2 separate regions of the Pan troglodytes genome follow, and region 2 is linked to region 1. A link is a contact called in public capture Hi-C data. All regions are on one chromosome and are shown on one strand. The core of a region is the stretch at or near the end of the contact, and the rest is flanking DNA. Distances in the headings are between cores, read along the strand shown. Region 1 has its middle 50 kb from the start of ARK2C. Region 2 overlaps LOXHD1 (lipoxygenase homology PLAT domains 1).

What was found. Capture Hi-C pulls out chosen DNA fragments and counts their contacts.
Region 2: a capture Hi-C map of stem cell-derived neural stem cells shows a contact between it and region 1, with 3 times the contacts expected there. The contact joins two enhancer-like sites. A contact is called at or near these places in 3 of 7 Hi-C or Micro-C datasets (blood, induced pluripotent stem cells and stem cell-derived neural progenitor cells) and 1 of 1 other capture datasets (stem cell-derived neural stem cells).

The regions. Positions count from the first base shown.
Region 1 is chr17:56,133,503-56,137,887 of NHGRI_mPanTro3-v2.0_pri, forward strand. No RefSeq gene overlaps it. Among named protein-coding and RNA genes, the nearest start is that of ARK2C, 50 kb to the right of the region's middle. Within about 2 kb of position 2,464, at least 5 of the 24 cell types and tissues checked have an H3K27ac peak or open chromatin away from gene starts, as enhancers often do. A contact at or near this core is called in stem cell-derived neural stem cells, where this site is marked.
Region 2 is chr17:56,330,879-56,335,263 of NHGRI_mPanTro3-v2.0_pri, forward strand. LOXHD1 (lipoxygenase homology PLAT domains 1) reads right to left here. Exons shown (of 42, transcript XM_054672174.2): 40 at 3,988-4,146. Among named protein-coding and RNA genes, the nearest start is that of ARK2C, 150 kb to the left of the region's middle. Within about 2 kb of position 1,958, at least 4 of the 24 cell types and tissues checked have an H3K27ac peak or open chromatin away from gene starts, as enhancers often do. A contact at or near this core is called in stem cell-derived neural stem cells, where this site is marked.

The DNA.
Region 1 (4,385 bases), core at 1,214-3,713:
TGTACTCGGAAACCCACTGGGAGTCTAGACTGGGCATGTGGGTCCGGTGGTGGGGGAGAGCTTTGGGGTCACCTGATAAAGGGCCTCCCAGCACAATGGTTACTCCACCCCTCTGTGTTCAGGTTTCCTTGAGGGTCTCTGAAATGGAATGGTAGTAGCACCTACTTGTAGAGTGCTTGTGAAGATTAAGGGGCCGTTGGTGTGAGGCGCTTAGGACAGTGCTTGCCCCCAGGAGGCGTTCAGTTTCTAACTTTTTCCAGTTAGAAACAAGGATTGCTGTGGAGTGCGCAGCCTGCCTGGGTGTCTCGTGGATTCATTGACCCAACCTCTGTTGACACTGGTTACCAAAGATAACAGAGAAAGCTGTGGCCTGGCCGGGGTAGTGGAGGAGCACACAGACAATTAGAATAGATGTGATAAGGGCTTAGGTGGCGATGACCACCGGGTGCTCTGGGATCATTTGGGCACCTGGAGGACTCCTTAGCTCAGCGGCCCCCCCAGTGTGGTCTCTGGACCCACAGCAGTAGCAGTCTCACCTGGGAACTTGCTAGAAATGTATATTTTCGGACCTTAACCGAGATGTATGGAATCAAAGTCTGGGGCTGTGCCCAGCAATCTGTTTTCATCAGCCTTCCTGGTAATTCTGATGCCTGCTCCAATTTCAGAATGACTGCACTGCCTTTTGTTACCAGATTCGTTGCACGTTATAGTCATCTATGGAGCTTTTGTCTAGGGTGCGCCCTGTACTGATTTAATCACAATGTCTAGGAGTGGGAGTCAGGCAGCAGGATTTTTACAAAGATTCCCAGGTAATTCCAGTGTGCATCAAAGTAGGGGAACCACCGCCCTAACCCAAACCTGGACAGTGGGGCACCAGAGAAAGCTTCGTGGAGGGGTGTCAGATAAGCAGAAACCTTAAATGCAGTTGGGACTTGATAGTGAACATACGTTGGAGGGGAATGTGAAGGGCTAGGGGGCCACTGGTGTCCATAGACATTTCTGAAGAGACTATAATCTAGTGTTAAGAAGCTGGACTACACGAGTTCAATGTTCCAATGAGCTATGATCATGTCCCTGTACTCTGGGCTGGGTGACAGAGCAAGACGCTGTCTCTAAAAATAAAGAAGCTGGGCTATGGGAATAAGTCACCTGGGTGCGAATCCTGCTCCGCCCTTACCAGCTGTGTGACCACAGACAAGTCACTTAACCTCTCTGTTCCTCTTCCACACGGGGTTTCCGTGAGGATTAAGCACATATAGAAGGCACTGGTGGGATGGGCGTTATAATCATAAATTGAGCTAAAGGCCCAGCACTAAACCAGAATGTTTTGGGGAGCTTAAGAGTCGCAAGAGATGGCACCAGCCAGATGAGAGGACAAAGCCACAAAAGGCTCTGGACCTAAAGGCACTGGGAAGCCATGGAAAGTGGCATGCATGGGGGAGCCACATGGAGATATGTGTGGATGTGCCAGAGAGCAACAAGGTGGAGGAGAGCAATCAGGGAGGGGCTCGTCCCCAAGAGACGGGGGAGATGTGACAGTGCCTGCCTGCCAGAGAGATGACTGAAGAGCTGAGATGGTGAAATAGGCAGGACTTGGAGACAGATTAGATTAGGTAGGAGTGGGAGAGGAGATGAAGAAATGTCCCTATTTCTGGGCTGGACGAATGAGGTGGTTGTGTCCTGATTTGGGGCACCCTTGCACACCCAGTTCCAGCACCAGGCTCTCTCTGTTCTGTAGACCGAGGCTGGGCCATAGGCATAGTGAGAGGAGCCTGCTGACTCACACTTCCCCCCACCCGACTTCCCAGGAACAATTTGAGTGTTTTGGAGTCATTCGTCATCCCTCGGTTGAAGACAGTGAAGGCCCATCCAGGCAGACTTACTTCTTGTTACTTGAATGTGTCATGCATGTTCCCACCTCCAGGACTTTGCCCACACCTCCGCCTTTCCTCCCTGTCTACCAGAACCCAGCTGTCCATCATCCCCTCCTCCACAACACAACCCTCCTTTAAGGCTCACCGCCTTGAGCCCTCCTGACCTCAGCGATTGTCCTGGAAGTGGGCAGCAGTCATGGATTGCTAGTCAATAGAATGTCAGTCCCTGCACCTGTGGCAACTGAAATATTAAGCTCCTGGAAGCTGAAAAGTGCCTCCCAGGTCTCTGCCCCTCCCAAGATGCCTGGCCTAGTGTTTTGTCAGACAGATGTAGGATGAGGGCCCTGATTGGACTGGGAGGAAAACACAATTCAATTACCAGCCAGGAAGGACTTGTTGAGAATTAGATTATCAGCCCCTGGGGGCTCGGTGGGAGAGAACAAAGGGTGGAAACTTCTCACAGGATTGCCCTCCCTGGGTCTCAGGGAATTGGGTATATCAGTTTCTGTAATGTGGTGCCTCTCCCATCCAGCAAGAGAGGTGGAGACAGCTGGGCTGAGCCCTCTTTGGCCTCTGCCAAATCCCCTCCAGTCAGCTTCTCCCGGTGCCTGGAGGTGGAGGTGAAAGATGACACCAGCACCCACAAGAGGCAGGACCATGGCCAGTGCTCTAGAAAAACCACTTGGCCCCTAAGGACTCCCTTACTGTGTGCCTATGGCCATGTTAGGTGCTGCACAGGACGTGCTAGAAATATTCAGATGGAAGCCTCAGAAATAATAGAAAGCCCCAGAAACAATGCCAGGGTAGAGGAAGTAAGAACTTGGACTTTGGACCCAGATAAACCCAGGTTTGGACCCTGAAATTGTTCACTGTCTAAGGCTCAGTGCAGGAGCCTGAACCTCTCTGAATCAGTTTCTTCATCTGCTAAATGGTCATAATAGCAGCTGTTATTCAAGTGATTAAAACTTTACACACACACATATATATTCAAAAGTATGATACAGTGCTAAGTGATACACGTGATGAAGTATTGTGAAGTCCTTGAGCATGGTGTCTGGCATAGAGCAAGCTCCCAGTATGTGGCAGCTATTACTACTGCTGTTGTTTCATTCTGGTTCTGAATAATTACCACAATTGCAGGAAGGGAGAGTGGTCCTGAATGGCCGGAGAAGGAGACAGGACTTTTAGGATGAGTTCAGAAAGAGAGGAAGGACCAACCAGCCAGAGGGAGCAAAATGTCCCGATTTCCAAAAAGTGAAGAACATGATTCCTGGGATGTAAGCTTAGTGACACTCAGTAGCATTCTAGAATTATTAAACAGGTGGTTTGGGAGCACTTTGCGAAGAGCTGTGCCCATCCTGGAATTAACTCATTAAAATCATGTCAAATCAAACTCCCAGGGACTTGCGTTATCAAATAATTTTGTTTTCTTTTTCTTTTTTTTCTTTCTTTTCTTCCTTTTTTTTTTTTTTTTTCTTTTTTTGAGATAGGATCTCACTCTGTCACACAGGCTGGAGTGCAGTGGCACAATCATGGCTCACTGCAGCGTTGCCTTCTTGAGCTCAAGCAATCCTCCAGTGTCAGCCTCCCAAGTAGCTGGAACCACAGGTGCACACCACTATGCCCGGCTAATTTTTTTCATGTGTGTGTGTGTGTGTGTGTGTGTATTTTGTGTAGAGGCAGGGTTTTGCTGTGTTGCCCAGGCTGGTCTCAAACTCCTGGGCTCAAGTGACCCACTTGTTCTCTCAATGTGTTGGGATTACAGGCATGAGCCACCGTGCTCAGCCAATAATTTTTTTTCATTCACGTCACATATTTATTGTCAGCATCATAGGAAATGCAAAGGGTATCATCACAAGGCACTGAACGAAGTCTCCCATGCTCTCTGTGTGGTCATGAGAAAGTGATGTGTGAACAGGGGGATGTCCCGTTAGGCGAAGTCCATGACAGTGGAAGCCACGGGGCTCTAATCCAGTCACTGGAGGGTCAGAGGAGCACCCTGACCCTCTCTCTGATGGGGAGGGATGGCACATTAGAGAACGTCAGTGGCTCTGGAGGCGCCAGCCATTTAAGAGTGAAAAGCAATAGCAGGACAACAGAGAAGTAACATCATACATGAAATTATTCTTTGTAATAATGGCAGTAATATACATTCATGGTAAGAAATTGGGAAAATACAGAAGATCATAAAGAAGTAACTAAAAGACACCTACAATTCTAACTGAATGGCATGATTTAATAACACGGCTGACAAGAATTACCGGCAGAGTGGAATTTAGGTAATATAGAAGATGGCAAGGGGTTCAGAATTGTTGAACCTAGAAAAGGGGTCATGCTCTCAGTTTTTGAGGAGTCAACAGGCTGTCAGGAAGAATCTGTAGTCTACTGGGTACCATTCGAGGGGGCATGAGTAGAACACAGAGGCTCAGAGAGGCCAATTTCAGCTCATGGACAATGGGAAGAGCGTTCCAGGAAGAAATTCTCCCTCAGGGGTCAGGCTGCCTTGGGAGG
Region 2 (4,385 bases), core at 708-3,207, 200 kb after region 1:
AATTGCTATGGTTTCTTCCCACTCCAAATTGCTAATATGCTAACACCTTTGAAAACAAGCTGTCTCGGTGCTGGCTAACAACTTCAGGAATGCAACACTGAAAAGGTGTGCCCAATGGTGCAAAATCAAACCCTATTTTAGATGAACATTCTTAACAGAAAAAAACAAAACAAAACAAAAAAACACCTTTGGTTTTTTGCCTGCTTACACAACTCCAGGACTTTGCATTCTTGAATCTCATTAGCTCCCACAACAACCCTGGGCATCATCCTCCCATTTCATAGGAGGAGGAACTGAGACTTGAAGAAGAAAAGTCACTGCTTAAGGTGACCCAGAGCCAGAGCCTGCCTGGCCCTGAAGAATAAGCCATTTAAAGACATTTGCAGGAAATCCTTATTCTGTTTTGAGATCCTTCTTCCCCCAATTTATCACTGGATAAATTTGGATTGTTGTTACATACTACAATTTCTTAGAGGAGGAGATACTTGCATTGTTTTAAAATTCTCTTAAAATGTATCTCTTTATGCATATGCCCACTAATATGCATCATTCTATATAAATACAAAAATCATCTGATCATATACATACTTTTCTAAACGTACTTTTTTTTGCTCCCTCTTTGCTTGGCTCTCTTTCTTTCTCCTTCTTCTCACTTCAGCATCGCTTCTCCTCAGATAACCCATGTAACAGTTGAGGGTGTAGCCTGCCAAATTTCCCTCCATTTCACCCAACCCTGCACAGACCCACGTGTACATAGACATATGGGGATGTCAGTGTTCCCTTTACAAAACGGCATCACATAAGACATGTTTTCCTGTGTCTCGCTTTTCTCACTCAATAATACTTCCTGGGAATTGCTCCAAGTCATCTGGTATGTATTTAATTCATTATTTTTGATGGCTGAAAAATATTCCCTGGTGTAGATATAAGGAAATGTTTTCTGATAGACATAATTATAGGATCACCAAAATGTGGGCCCTGCAGACTTACACAAAGCTCTGGCTTTGGAAGGACACTCAGCGGGCTGCTCCTGCTAGAAAGGGGGGAAGGTGTCCAGCCAGAGTAAAGGCAAAAGCAGAGAAAAATGAGCAGAAAAAAGTGATACATATTCAAAACTATGTATAAGCACACATCTGTGAACATTGTGTATTAGAAAAATCCCAGAGAGAATGGGGTCACCAAAATGCTCATCATGGTGGCCACCTCTGATGGGCAGGGCTGTAGGGAATTTTTACTTTCTTTTACATACGTTTCTGTATTTGAATTTTTATGGTTGTGTATTAGATATGCTACCGGGATAAACAATAAAGGTGTTTTCAGTTAAAAAATAAGGTCTTTTTGTATGACCTTTCACCCAAATCCTGAGGCTATTAGTGATGAATGAGAACTGGTCAGGAAGGTCAACAGCACACTGCAAAAGAGGGATCAGAATGGAAATAGCTGTGAGATGGACATTTGGAGTTATTGTGTATATGAGATATTGAGATTAAATTCATTTGTAATTCATGTAACTCCAAATATGGCTAACATGGTGGCAGGAAAGGAATTGTGGATGTTACACACAGTGTTAAGCAAGTGGTTTTATAATGCAGAATGTAGGTTCCTTCTAGAATGAGGCCATGTGAATTGTCACCACGATTAAACATGCCTGCAAAGTCCCCCTTCTGGACGAAGGTGGTATTTCTGCAGGCGACAGGTTTTCATCCAGCAGAGACCACAGGCTTGAGAACTGCAGGCGACAGGTTTTCATCCAGCAGAGAACAAGGCTTGAGAATTGCAGGTGACAGGTTTTTATCCAGCAGAGACCACAGGCTTGAGAACTGCAGGCAGGCAGGGGTGAGCTAGGGCATGACTTCAGAGAGCTCCTAGGCTGACACCCCTGCCATCGTCCCTCTACCCTAGACCCTATAGAGCATCCAGCTGTCCTCCCAAAGGGCAGCGTGAAGCACAAGGAGGTGATGGGTAACTGCTGGAGGCCACACAGTTGACCAGGTGACAGCGCTAGTATCCAGAGGCCTGGACCCCCTGCAACCCCTTCACTTCAGGAAGAGCCCCTTCCCCACAGATATCTCTTCCTCCCCCCTCCAGCCCTGGTGACAACAAGACAGGCTGCATTCCTGAGGCTGGAGGGAAAGATGCTTCAATTAAGAGCAGCTTTTTCTTCTGCAGGATGGAAAATTCTACAACTCAGGCCCAGGACTGTGGGGCAGGAAGCTTACAGCTGGGCCTTTGCCTTCCTTTCCTCCTAAGACAGGAAGGTGCCAGGTGGTGCTGAGAACTCTCTCTCGGCCAACATTGTGGGTTTAAGGGTAATGTGAGGGTGACTATTTTATTTTGTTTTGTTTATTTTGGGAGGTTTGCAGATGAGCAGTATCAGCAGACACAGTCCTTGTGGATGGGAGGTAGTACTGAGCCATGGAAAGGGCTTAGGCCTGGCCCTGACTTGCTCAGTGAGTCATTCTCTTTTCTGGGATAGTCTCCCAGCTGTCAAGTTCTCATCAGTACTGGTCCTAGCAGCCACATAGAGCAACTCCTACAGGATTGATTGTACTTGAGCTGGGCTTTCTCTAAAAGAGCAGCAAATAATGCCATAGCTCAAGAGGGAAGTTGCTATGAACAGAGTTGTATCTCCCCAAATTTATACATGGAAGCTGGAACCCCCAATGCCATGGTATTTGGAGATGGGGGACTTCAAGAGATAATTAGGTTTAGATAAGGTCATGAGGGTGGGGCCCTTATGATGGAATTAGTGCCCTTACACAAAGAGGAAGAGAAACCAGAGCTCTCTCTCTCTGCCACGTGAGGACACAGAGAGAAGGCGGCCATGTGCAGGACAGAAAGAGAGTCCTCCCAGAACTCCACCATGCTAGAACCCTGATCTCAGACTTCCAGCCTCCAAAGCTGTGAGAAATAGCTTTCTGTTGTTTAAGCCACCCACTCTCTGATATTTTGTTATGGCAGTCTGAGCAGAGGTCAGAATCTCTTCTGCCAAATTCCCAAGGAGTTGCTTGGTCTGGGGGAGCCAAATCCAGGGAGCTGCAGGTTGGACAAGTGTGGCTTTGAGAAGCTTGGGCTCCTGAGGGCCAGAGCCCATAGCCGAGGGCTCTGCCTAGGTCCAGCCTGGCTGCCGCTTCTGTGCAGACAAGGGCTACCTTTCCTTGTGCAGGGAAGGCTCTAGGGTGTGGTATGAGCAGGGCCAGCCCCAGGGAGAGGTGCAGATGTGGGAGGGTCCACGGTGGTTCTGGCCCTGTGAGCTATGTACTCAGCTTTCACTTACCCTTTGGCAAGCCTTGACCTTGGATTCCCCTTTCCACCCTCCCCTGGCTCCTTCTCAGCACCTTTCCTGCCTTCCAGAGCCTCAGGGCTCTTCCTGGCTTCCAGCTTGGTTACCAAGGGGTTTTAATTAGACAAATTGATGACTGTGACTATGTTGCCCAGGTAACTAAGACCCTTAATCTTCCAGAAATGTCTGAGTCTCCAGAAGGCTCTGATGAGAGAATGCAAAGCCCCTTATCTGGGGTACTGTGAGGCAGATGGACCATTGGATTACCCTAGCTTGTCTCTGGTCCCTACTCTGCCCACATGGATGGTGGGTTTTCACTATGACCGTGTAAACAGCAGGCTTCAAAACTGTGTTTCTTTGTCATTTTAGATTGAGGGAAGGGGAAGGCAAGGAAAGCCTCTGCTCTCTGGCACTGTTTGACTTTCTCAGTATCCTTCCAAGGAAGCATCCCTGGATCCAAAGACTAGATGCACCCTAGGTCATCTGGCCTACTCCCCTGCCTCTGATAGTAGGTGCACAATCCAGATAGCTTCAGAAGCATACAGCTGTCTCTTCCCTTCCTGCCTTCTAGGCCTCCTGAACAGGGTAATCTTGACCTTGAAGAAGAGACCTCATCACACCCTGCTCTCTTGCCCATGGTCCAGCTCAGTCCCTGCCCCATGCTGAGGGAGTGGCACTTCCTTGGGGAGAGGCTCAGTACATACACATTGCCGTACTCCATCTCGGTGATGGTGATGGTCTTGACATGCCAGACAAGTTCTCTCTTGGGGATAAACCGGTCTTCCCTGGCAAGGTGGCCCACACAGAGGGAGGCAATGTCCCCCAAGTAGATGCTGTCAAACTCAAACGTGTCTGTGGTCCCCCTGCAGGAAACAAAATTGTGGTCCATGAGCTGCCTTTGCCCACTGAAGCAGGTAAGCATTTGTCGGGGGCCTGCTGCATTCCAAGCAGTGGGCCAGGGAACAGGGATGGGATGGCAAGCAGGAGCTCATGGCAGTCCTGGAGGCTTTGAGGGGTTCAGTTCAGTTTGGGACCAAGACAATCACGATGAAAAAGCCCCACTAGCTGCCTGGCCTCAGCACCAAAGAATGGTGACATCGTT